2 separate regions of the Mus musculus genome follow, and region 1 is linked to region 2. The links are chromatin contacts, called in public HiChIP or PLAC-seq maps. All regions are on one chromosome and are shown on one strand. Each heading gives the region's core, a stretch centred on a gene start, on an enhancer-like site or on the middle of the called end of the contact. The rest is flanking DNA. Distances are from core to core; before and after follow the strand shown.

Region 1 (5,093 bases), core at 1,164-3,663, 66 kb before region 2:
CCAAAATATCCAAGCTTACCAAAGCCAGCGTCCTGTACATTTGAGGAGGTTTTGTTTTGGAGGAAGGGTCCCAGTTGTGTCAGGATGGCTTCAAGCTCACTATACAGACAAGGGTGGCCCTGAGCCTCTGGTCCTTCTCCCTCCATCTCCTGAGAGCTGGGATCACAGGGGTGCCCCACCATGGCCAGTTTATACAGTGCTGGGGATGGAACCTAGCAGCTTGGTGCACGCAAGGCACGTATCCTACCTACTGAGCTGCATACCCAGCCCCAACATCTGACACTTAAGATTATATCCAAGCCATCAAAGTGTTCAGACTTGTCCAACTTTCTGTTCCTGAGCCTTAAGCTTTTTCATCATCAGATGTCCCCCAGGTGACCTTAAATATCAATAACAAGATGATATTTAAGAAAGTACCCAACTGTCTTAGCATCTGTAGACATCACAAGACCCAGGATATCCTAAATGAGCCTGGAGTCCTAGCCTATGCTTCCTCTACACGGGGCAGATTATGCATCCTTTCCCACCTTGTCTGGGAATACAAGATAAATGTTCTACACATCCGCTTAGAGGAATTAGTAAAGTATTTTAAGATAATTTGTGCTTAAGGATATTAAGCTCTCCAAAATAAAATTATTCCTTTAAATCAATTTATTAACATCCCACAACTGTGGTGGGTGGTACACGTGATATCAGAGACAACACAGGCATCTGAAGTAGTACTGTTCATGCAAACCAGGGGGCGGCTGGCTTTTTTCTGGGAAGAGCTGGAGAATAAACATTTTGGCATGGTGAACAATATAGTTCCCTTTGTAACTACTCAATTCTGGTTCTGTAGCACAAATGCAGCCACAGGCAATAAACCCTCAAATAGGCATGGCTATACATTCAATTAAAACTTCACACCCCATCACTGTTCAGATAAGGCTAGAAGTATACACTAAAGACCTTGGAAAGTCTTGCTTCCTTGATTTGAGGGAAATGTTCGAATGTCTCAATCTCATTGCCTTCTAAAATGCCACGAAAGTCTAGTTATAGAAGAAGAAACAAAGATCAAGTAACTTTTCCAGAAATCCTAATGTAGGCCAGGGCAGCCATGTGTGCAAATCTCTGTCCCCCAGGGTCATGGTTCTGCTAGTATCTGGGCAGATGGTAGAGCTGAGACGGGTGCTTTCTAAAATGACTTGGCCCGAGTCTTCCTGCCGGCTATTTCGGATCCCACTCAGAGACTTGGACTCACATTGCTGCACACACTGCACCCTCACTCGTCAGAGCCACCTAGTGAACAAAACCACGCCCACAGGTGCCCTGCGTCAGCCAACAAAATATAAGTGGGAGATGATACAGTTTAGAAAATGATGCCTGTATTAGACATGGTTTTTAATGTTATAAAATACCTGACTAAAGAAAACTGAGGAAGGAAGGTTGGCTTTGGCTCAGGGACTGAGCAAGCAGAGCCTAGTGACATAAAAATCACAGCGACAAGAGCATGGGGCAGCTGGTCCCCTTTCTCCCAGTCAGGAAGCAGAGAGATGGACATTGGTGCTCGGCTCGCTTTGCCTTGTTATTCAGTCCTAGACTCCAGTTATGAAGTGGTGCCATCCATACTCAGACGGGACCTTCATACATACCTCAGCTACATCTTTCTGGAAACATCCTTAGGCACACGTCCAGAGGTGTGTGTCCAAGCCGGTCAGTCGGACAGTGAAGATTAGCATCCGTACCCATTTCCATTTTCAGTTTGGCTAATAACTTACTTCCCACAGTAGATGTCATACCTGTGTGTCTTAAATACACCCCACCAGAATGTGGCCTGGAGCTTCCAGAAGGCCGGTTCTTCTCTCTGGAACCTTCTCTAGATAGTCCTTGGGTTCCCTTCTCCCTTTCAGAGGTGTTGGCCCAATGTCTCTTCTTGAGGGGGTCTTCTTTAACACCCAACTAACACCACCACCCCCTTCTGTCGCTGCTGGACCAACTGCACATTTATGTATCTATACAGTGGGTTTACTCATCTCCCTCTCTCCAGCCTGAAGAAGGAAGGGCCTGGCAGGACATAGAGTATCCAGCAGATGATCCAACTCAGTCAGTCCCTGGGTTGGAGGAGAACGGCAATTTTCTATTACATCTTGTGGCTCAGCTATAATTTCTAACATTTGAACAGTCCAATTGCATCCCTCTTCCTGACAGGGAAAACAGGTTTTTGTCCGAGCTTCCACTTGAAAACACAACCCAGTAATTCACTTACACACATAAGCAGGAACTTGGCTTGTTCTGGACACTTGGAGCCTGCGGGCATGAAAATCACAGCTCAGTGAATTCCCAGGTGTCCTGGATGACAGCTCAGGAGCCCTGAGCACAGCTTGGCCCTGGCACACGCGGGCAGTGGGCATTCTTAGCCAACTCAGCTGCTGCTAATGGCCCTGTGCCCTAAAGAAACAACTGTCCTCCTGGCACGGCAGAGCTGCAAGCCAGAGGCCACCTTCTTAATCCTCACAGCATTCCTCGGTAGGACAGGGAAGGCAGTTAATCTCTGTCACCATGTCACTCGGTTCTGACAGAAATGTAAGAAGAAAATCGACCTTGCCCCTATCTTCTGGAACACACATCTGTCTCCCCAGAGCTAGGCTTCAGAAAGCCACTGAAGAGAAATGAGGACAACTTCAGCCAAGTGCCTCACTTGGGTGACAGATAAGATCAGACCCGGCACATACTAATCTTTTCACTGCCCCAGCCTAACTGTACCCTGAAATGAAGTTTTAAATGTTTACTTTGTTCTCTGAAAATCTTGCTATAACTTGTAATGCTTGCCTTAACCATTGTTAATGAAAGCAATTACCCAGAAGGTTCTATTAGCATAGAGTTTAGACAGGTTAATGACTGTCTTCCCTTGAGAACAAAATACTCCCAGTAGGCAGTCCCCTCCTCACGTGCAATGAGAAGACAGGGAAGGGGACACAGGGAAGGGTCAAGCACTGTTTTGGGTCTGCCTGAGTTTGACGGGACAGGAGGTGTAGGAACTGTATGTATGTCCCTTTACGCATGGATGAAGAGAGAGTCCAAGAAGGCATTCCCACCCCCAGGTGGCTGCAGAGTTTGAAGGCCATCATAAGGCTAAAAGCCACAGGGATCCAAAGGGTTCTTTCAGGCAAAGGAAAAAGCATCTAAGGACTGAGAATTAAGAAACACAGGACAAGGGGCTGGGGAAACGGATCAGTTGGTAACACACACACACACACACACACACACACACACACCCTACAAAGTAGCTGAGGTTACAGATTAGTGGTAGAGCACTTGCCTTGTGTCTGAGGCCCAGAGTTACACTGCCAGCACCACTATAAAACAACCAGCAGCTAGCATCTGATCCTCCTGGGGATAACCTGATTGAGGGAATCGTGGGTGTGCAAAGTCAAGAGCACAGCCAAACAGAAAACCTCTCAAAACCCCACCCATCATATCTCCTCATTCCCACGAGAATAGCTAAAGCCTCCAGAGTGGCTTCTCTATTTTTAAGCCTCGAGGTCCGGAATGCGTCTGTGGAAATAGGCGTCAAACACAAACAGGTGAAGAAGAAAACAGCAAAAGACAAGGGAGCACGTGGGAGAAAGCAGATGTGTCGGGGACTGAACCGTCTGCGGAACCGACACCATATGTGAGCCCACGTCATCACTGTCTGCACGTACCTCATTAAGACAAATTAGAGCAAGCGATGGCTGTCATCTTCTGATCAAAACAAACAAGCCTAATTTCATCATGCCCAAATCCTGTCTCTGTTATGAAGTGTAACCCAATGCTGAAGCTTCAGGCCCCATAGCAGGGAGACCACCTCTAGTGCTGAGGATCCATCACAGCTGCTACTGTGCTTGTCTGGCCTGTGAGAAGCTCCGGATAGGTGCTTACCACTGCACAAAAAGGTGTGGTGGTGCACACTTATAACCCAGCACTCCAGAGGCTGAGGCAGGAGCATCAGGAGTTTAAGGTAATCCTTAACTACCTGTTATTTTACCTGTTCAAATAAATAAGCAAATACATGAATGTTAATACCTCTAAATCATGTGAGTGAATAGAATTTCACAAAAATCTTACACTGTTTTTATAACAAGTCACAAACAGATAACAGAATAGATGATCTTAGAGTGATATCTCAACCTTCAAAATGGGAGAGGCCCTTCCCCTTCTGACAACACAGCAGTCAGAGTTCCTGGGACTTTTAGGAATTCCCATACCAGGCTAATGGCAGATGGGATATTCCAGAAGTGAAGGAAGGTAGGGCCACCCTTACTGTCCTCTGTACAGTGTGTGTCAGTGGAGGGCGCTCAGTTGGACAAACACTTGGTGGGTATCTCTGCTCACACTGACTCACAGCAACACACTCCTATTCCTACACTGTTTGATTTCCCTGCTGCTTCAGTGGTTAGTCTCTACACGGTCTGGATTTAGGGTCACCCAGGAGACACACCTCTAGGCATGTCTGTGAGGACGTCTCCAGAGTGAAAACTCACCCTGAAAATGGGCAGTACCATCCCATGGGCAGGGATCCTGAACTCAATAAAAATGGAGAAAGTGAACCAAGCACCACACCCATCTTCCTGCTTCCTGCCTCCAGGATGCCATGTGAGCAGTCAAGTCAAGCTCTTGCTGCCGTGACTGTCCCGCCATGATAAACTGCACTCTTAAACTGTGAGCCAAAATAAAGCCTTCCTCTCCATGATGTGTTTTTGCCAGATATTTAGTCACAGCAAGAGGAAAGTAATTACGACGAGTCCAGTTTCCTACATCATCCTGAAAAAGGGGCACTATTTTCCCATGTCACAGAAGAGGAAACTCAGGTGAAACCTTAACTAACCTGCCCACTCTGCCAAGGCATGAATGGCAGAGCCTGGGTTTGAACCTGGGCCTTCTGGGTCTCAAGATATACTTTTCACAGTCTTTCCTTTCCCACAGCACTAGAAGCAAAGGGTCAACTGCCTTTAAATGAATATGCCCAAACTAATGGCTTGGGGTAAAGTATTTTACATTCTGCCAGATCCCCAGTTCCCCAGGGATCACAAACCTTCACTGGGTTGTCTCCTCAGGAAGTAAGTCACCGGGGC
Region 2 (5,454 bases), core at 2,333-4,832:
ATGCTCTATGACATATTTAGGAAAACTTTTATATGCATGCGCGCACATGCACAGTGCAGCATCTACTTTGCATGCATGTGGAGGTTAGAAGACAACCTGGACTGTCACACCCTTGAGCTTACCAAACAGGCTAGGGGCTGACTGGCCAAGAACCCCAGAGATCAGCCTGGTTCCTTCCAGTGCTGAGACTGCAAGTGCGCATCACCTTTCAGATTATTACTGTTCTATTATTGTTATTATTTCCATGGGTTCTGGGGATTAGAACTCAGGTACTCATGCCTGCACAGCAAGCACTTTACCAAGTAAGTCATCTCTTGGTTACTGAGTAAGCCCAATCATTAATTTACCACTCTGTAAGACCTGGGTAAAAGGTGGCTCAGTGTTTTAAGGGTATGTTTAAGGGTGTGTATGTTGTTGACAAACAAGCTAATTTTGTGCACAACCTTCTGCCTCCCTCACCCAACATTTGGTATTTACCCCCAAAACAACAGGAAACGAGAGAGAAGTGACTACTGGGGCTTAGGATGCTCAGCCAGGTCTGATCTTTCCATTCCCATGAAAGAACAGGGAAACTGCCAGTAGCCCTCCCCCAACCTACCCCCAGGTCACCTGCACTGAGGCCAGTCACCAGAAGGAGCCCTTTGCTTAGGGATTCTCCTTTTTGTGGTTGTCTTAATTAGAGACTAAGAACTGGAGGCTAAGAACAAGATATGGTTTTACAAAAACTATAGTACAAAACTTTTAAAGCATCTTTGTGGGCTGTGTGGTCATTGCTCACACAGTAGGTAGGTGCGTGCCTATCATGCACAGAAGCCAGGTTACATCCCTAGAACTATATAAGCTAGTTATGGTGTTGCCTATAATTCTAGCACTTTGAAGGTAATGGCCAGAGGATCAGAAAATAAGGTCAGTCTCAGCTACACAGGAGTTTCAGGCTAGCCTGGGCTGTATGAGGCCCTGCCACTCACAAAGTTCAGCCAAGAAAGGCCAAGCAGGCATAAGGAGTTGGGTGGAACTATAGCCACTCAACTGTTCCTTCCCTGGATGGTGAGCTTCCTGGCTGCCTAGACTCTGCTGTGGACCTTGGAACTATATAATTTCTTAGCTTTTCTTTAGTGGGACAAAGTCCAAGACCTGAGGACTAACCCAACTTTCATAAAGGGGAGCCTGATCCCCAGTAGCAGGGAGGGGTGGGGAAAGCCAGTTTTTGATGCACATATGCACGTGTTATTTTGAGTGCCAAATAGAAGAATAAATAAGGTACTGGAAATAAGAGCATATCTAATCTCTGTTGTTCAGAATATTCCTAAATAGTTAGATCAGCCATTCTTTGTCCACATTCCCCAACCTACCTACCTCATTTGTCCCACTAAAGAAAAGCTAAGAAGTTATATAGTTCCAAGGTCCACAGGCTTCCATTCCTTAGGAACCAATATGCTTTGAACAGCCAGCTTGGTTTAATATAGTTTATTTTTGCACGATGCATGGTGCATTGGCATGGCAGTGGAATGAATAATATACAAACTTTCTTTATTGCTCTCATTAAGTACATATCTGGTCATTCCCAAACTTTTTGAATTCATTCATTTCTAAACGCTACGAGACCAAATCAAATGAGTTTATTTAAGATAAATCTAAAGACAGGTGTATTGACTGCTTTTCTCCTTGCTGGGACCAAGACCCAACAAAGGCAACTTAAGTATTTTGGCTCACAGTTTTAGAACACAGCCAGCCATGGAGGGGAAGTCTCCAGGGTAGGCATGTTGAGGCATCTGGACACAATGCAACCCCAGTCAGAAAGTTAGGAGCAATGAATGGATGATGGTGCCCAGCTCATTCTTTTCTTTTCTTTTTCTTTTCTTTCTTTTTCTTTTCTTTCTTTCTTCCCTTCCCTTCTTCCCTTCCCTTCTTCCCTTCCCTTCTTCCCTTCTCTTCTTCCCTTCCCTTCTTCCCTTCCCCTTCCCTTCCTTCCTTCCTTCCATCCTTCCTTGAATATCTTATTCAGTCTAGGGGTAGTGCCGCCCACATTCAGTGTGGGTCTTCCCTGTTCAGTTAAATCTTCTCTGAAGATGTCCTCACAGCTATGTCCAGACCTGTGTCTCCTAGAGATCCATTCAAGTTGACGACGAAGAGTGACCATACATACAACTGATAAATTGAGTGGCATTGCTAATAATATGACTGGCCTTTTGCAAATGCATGTCACCTTAGAGAATACTAGTCTATTTTGGGGGTTGGTTTGTTTGTTTGTTTGTTTGTTTGTAACTGGAGAGCAAGGAGATGGCTCAGTGGATGACCATCTGTTGACAAACTTTAGGACCCATACAGTGGGAGAATACTAGCTCCTGTTCGCTGCATGTCGTTGTCCTCTGACATCCATAAGTACCCTATGGTGCACATGTAAACATACATGTACTCATCCACATATGTACATGTGTACACATACGTTAAAAAATGTTTTAAAGAGACATTCTTAAAATTGACCCAAGGGAGGCTAGGGAGTTACTTGACAGTTAAGAGCACTTGATGTTCGTGGAAAGGACCTGGTTCAGTTCCCATATGGTGGCTCACAACCATCTATGACTCCAGTTCCAAGGGACCTAATACCCTCCTTTGTCTTCAGCAGGTACCAGGCATGCATGTCATAAAGATATACATGCAACAAAATACCCATACCCATAAAATAAAAAATTTTAAGAAAAGAAAAAAAAATTGAACCAAGATTCTGAAAGCTCTAGAACAAACTGCTCTTTTAGTGAGTCCTTGAGTCTCTTGACCTATCTTCCCAAGAAGAAATTACTAGGAAGCCAGCAGCAACACTAGTAGGAAAAGCAAGAAACCTTCTCAAAATATACCACAAGTCCTTTTGCCTTAAAATAAGAGGTGCCCCTGACCAGCTGAGATTCGTGGACTTTTGTTGAATGAGGACACTCAAGACTCTAAGGCAGTAGCTAAACTCTGAGCCATGCAAGAAGTTGCCAAGCCTGTAGGCACCGACCTCCTGGGGGTTGGCAGGGTAGCAGGCAGGAGTGGGCCATATGGAACCAACAACAATTGATAATACCTATCATTGTAGACTTGACCCTACAATGGTCAGGGAGTCCGGTGGAAGGAAGGGAGAGACAAAAAGAGGAAGAAGAAAGGTAGAGCTAGCCTACTCCTAGTGAGTCATGCCAACATCTGGGGTCTTCTTTATCTAAGGGGACCCTTCTCTTGGCTAAGATGTAGCAAGAGGTGTCTTAAGTAAACTGTATAGTAATTCCTAAAGCAAATCTAAGAGGAGAAGAAAGAGGAAAGATTGCCATACATTTCTGAGAACTAACATTAATGACACTCACATGCATCTATGCAAAGGTTTACTCACCAAGCTGATAGGGTCCAGCACAAATATAAGTCCATGTAAAAGCTTAGTGTCCCATATCCTACCAGGAACTAGAGAAGGGGTCTTCAGATAGCTCTCCTAGCATTCCAGTGGCGCACAGACACCTGAACATACCCCAGCCAGTTTTTCTCTTTGGGTGTGTTTGGCTACTGGCTTCCTGTCATTCCTTAGGGCTTCTATTTATAGCGCTCATCAGTCTGTAGGACACCTCGGTGACTCCAGGGCTGTGGCCTTCTTCTAGAACTTGCCTTATTCGGAATGTTGGGCTCTGTGCTAAGTCCTGATTTTCAATCTGCTTCTTCTCCCTTTCACACAGTGTGAGCAACTCACCAGTCCACCTTGCAGGAGAGACAGAAGCCCAGAAAATGCTAGAAGGTCATAATCAGAGGGATAGTATTAAGACTAGGAACACGAAGCCCTGTGTGCCTTTTGCTCTCTATTTAAACCTAAACCTCATGTTGGGACCCTGAAGTTAGACTCGTGGGGTCAGTGACCTTCTTCTCTGCTTCCCATAGTGACTTGTTTAGCTGACCTATGGAGGATGGTGGCTAAACCCAGGCTTGGGTTGGGGCTGCCAGAGTCCAGGCCCTGACCCTGACAGCACAGCTCTGGGGACAGACTTACTAAGGGCAGTGTCCCTGGGACTTAAAACACAGGAGGAGTTCAATACCTTCATATTCACTGACTGGGCAGTTTTTATAATTCAAGGTCAGGACAACTTAAAGAGTTCTATTTGAGACCCTGCCTTCAGCTTCTTGGAGCAGCTTCCTGGTTCCACCTGGCTCTAACTCTCAGTCTCTACTGCTATCTTCACTTTCTCCTTTAGGATGTGCAGGGTTCCCTTCTCCGCGGCTGGTTTCCCTTTTCACCTTCCATTGTCTCTGCTCCCCTATAGCCTTGGGGCTTCATGCTTCTTGCTTACCACAGAGTTTTCTTTTGAATCTCCTCACCCAGCTTCCTGAAATATAATCTCCGAGGTCTAGGAAACAAGGATAGAAAGGCAAAAAGGCGCAAATTAGCATCTCCAGTAGGGACAGGAGAGATAAGAGGAAATCCGCTCAACAATAGTGAAGGCTAGACCCCAGTGGCAATAGTGAAGGCTAGACCCCAGTGGCATTCACTCCCAAATTAAAAAAAAAAAAAAAAGGCTTGGCTCAGTGGGTAAAGGAGCTTGCTATCAAAGCTCCTTTAAGAGTTTGTTCTCTGAGACACAGAGGAAGAAGAGAGACTTCACCAGTTGCCTTCTGACTTCCATATGCACACACACACACCCATAATATAAAACTATAATAGTGAAAATTAAAAGGTAAGTGTGTGGGCTTAGGGATCTAGCTCAGTCAGAGTGCTTTCCTCGCAGATATGAAGCCCTGGGTCAGCTCCCCAGACTCATGTAAACCAAGCATGGCGGTTCATAGCTGTAATGACAGCACCGGGGTGATGGGAAGAGGAAGATCAGAAGGTCAAGGCTATCCTCGGCTACACAGTGAGTTCAAGTTCCAGGTCAGCCTAGGCTACAAGAAACACTTTAAAAATAAAAATGAAAAAGCAGAGGCTGAGAGGATGGCTTTGGGGGGGGGGTAGGTGCAGGAGGGGGGCAAAGTGCCTGCCTGGCAAGCAGGAAGGCTTGAGTGTCAGGAGCACCAGTGTTTCATGGGCAAAGGAGAGAAGAAGATCCCGAGGGCTCTCTGCGCAGGCAGCCTCACTGAGTGGAGCTGAACATAGCTCTAGCTTGGTGAGAGACCATGTCTCAAAAACTAAAGCAGAGTGAGAGGGGGTAGGGGAGAGCACAGTAGCTAAAGACATCCAACATCAACCTCTGGCCTCCATATGCAAACACACACACACACACACACACACACACACACACACACACACGCGCGCGCGCACTAAGGATATCCTCTCACACAGTCATGCATCCAGAGTGCCTGCATTCACTCTTCTTTTTAGAAATGATTTCATGATAGCAAGACCTTCTCAAAGGGTGAGGGTGGGGGCTGCCCAGCCCAACAGATGGCAAGAATCAAGAGAACTGAATGAGAGATCAGGAGACAGAGAATCTCCATAGAGACTGC

The links. HiChIP or PLAC-seq counts read pairs in DNA pulled down with a chosen protein or histone mark.
Region 1: an H3K27ac HiChIP or PLAC-seq map of heart atrium shows a contact between it and region 2, with 5 read pairs. The contact joins two enhancer-like sites. A contact is called at or near these places in 1 of 39 promoter capture datasets (pre-B cells), 1 of 15 datasets of contacts at CTCF or cohesin (large pre-B cells), 1 of 484 Hi-C or Micro-C datasets (nephron progenitors) and 4 of 115 datasets of contacts at active chromatin or transcription factors (CD8 T cells, double positive thymocytes, embryonic stem cells and 1 more).

Annotation. Positions count from the first base shown.
Region 1 is chr1:127,336,586-127,341,678 of GRCm38.p6, reverse strand. All of the region lies in intron 4 of Mgat5 (mannoside acetylglucosaminyltransferase 5), which reads right to left. Among named protein-coding and RNA genes, the nearest start is that of Gm23734, 36 kb to the left of the region's middle. Within about 2 kb of position 2,413, at least 28 of the 459 cell types and tissues checked have an H3K27ac peak or open chromatin away from gene starts, as enhancers often do. A contact at or near this core is called in heart atrium, where this site is marked.
Region 2 is chr1:127,271,714-127,277,167 of GRCm38.p6, reverse strand. The region is part of intron 2 of Mgat5 (mannoside acetylglucosaminyltransferase 5); the gene reads right to left. Among named protein-coding and RNA genes, the nearest start is that of Gm51747, 26 kb to the left of the region's middle. Within about 2 kb of position 3,582, at least 8 of the 459 cell types and tissues checked have an H3K27ac peak or open chromatin away from gene starts, as enhancers often do. A contact at or near this core is called in heart atrium, where this site is marked.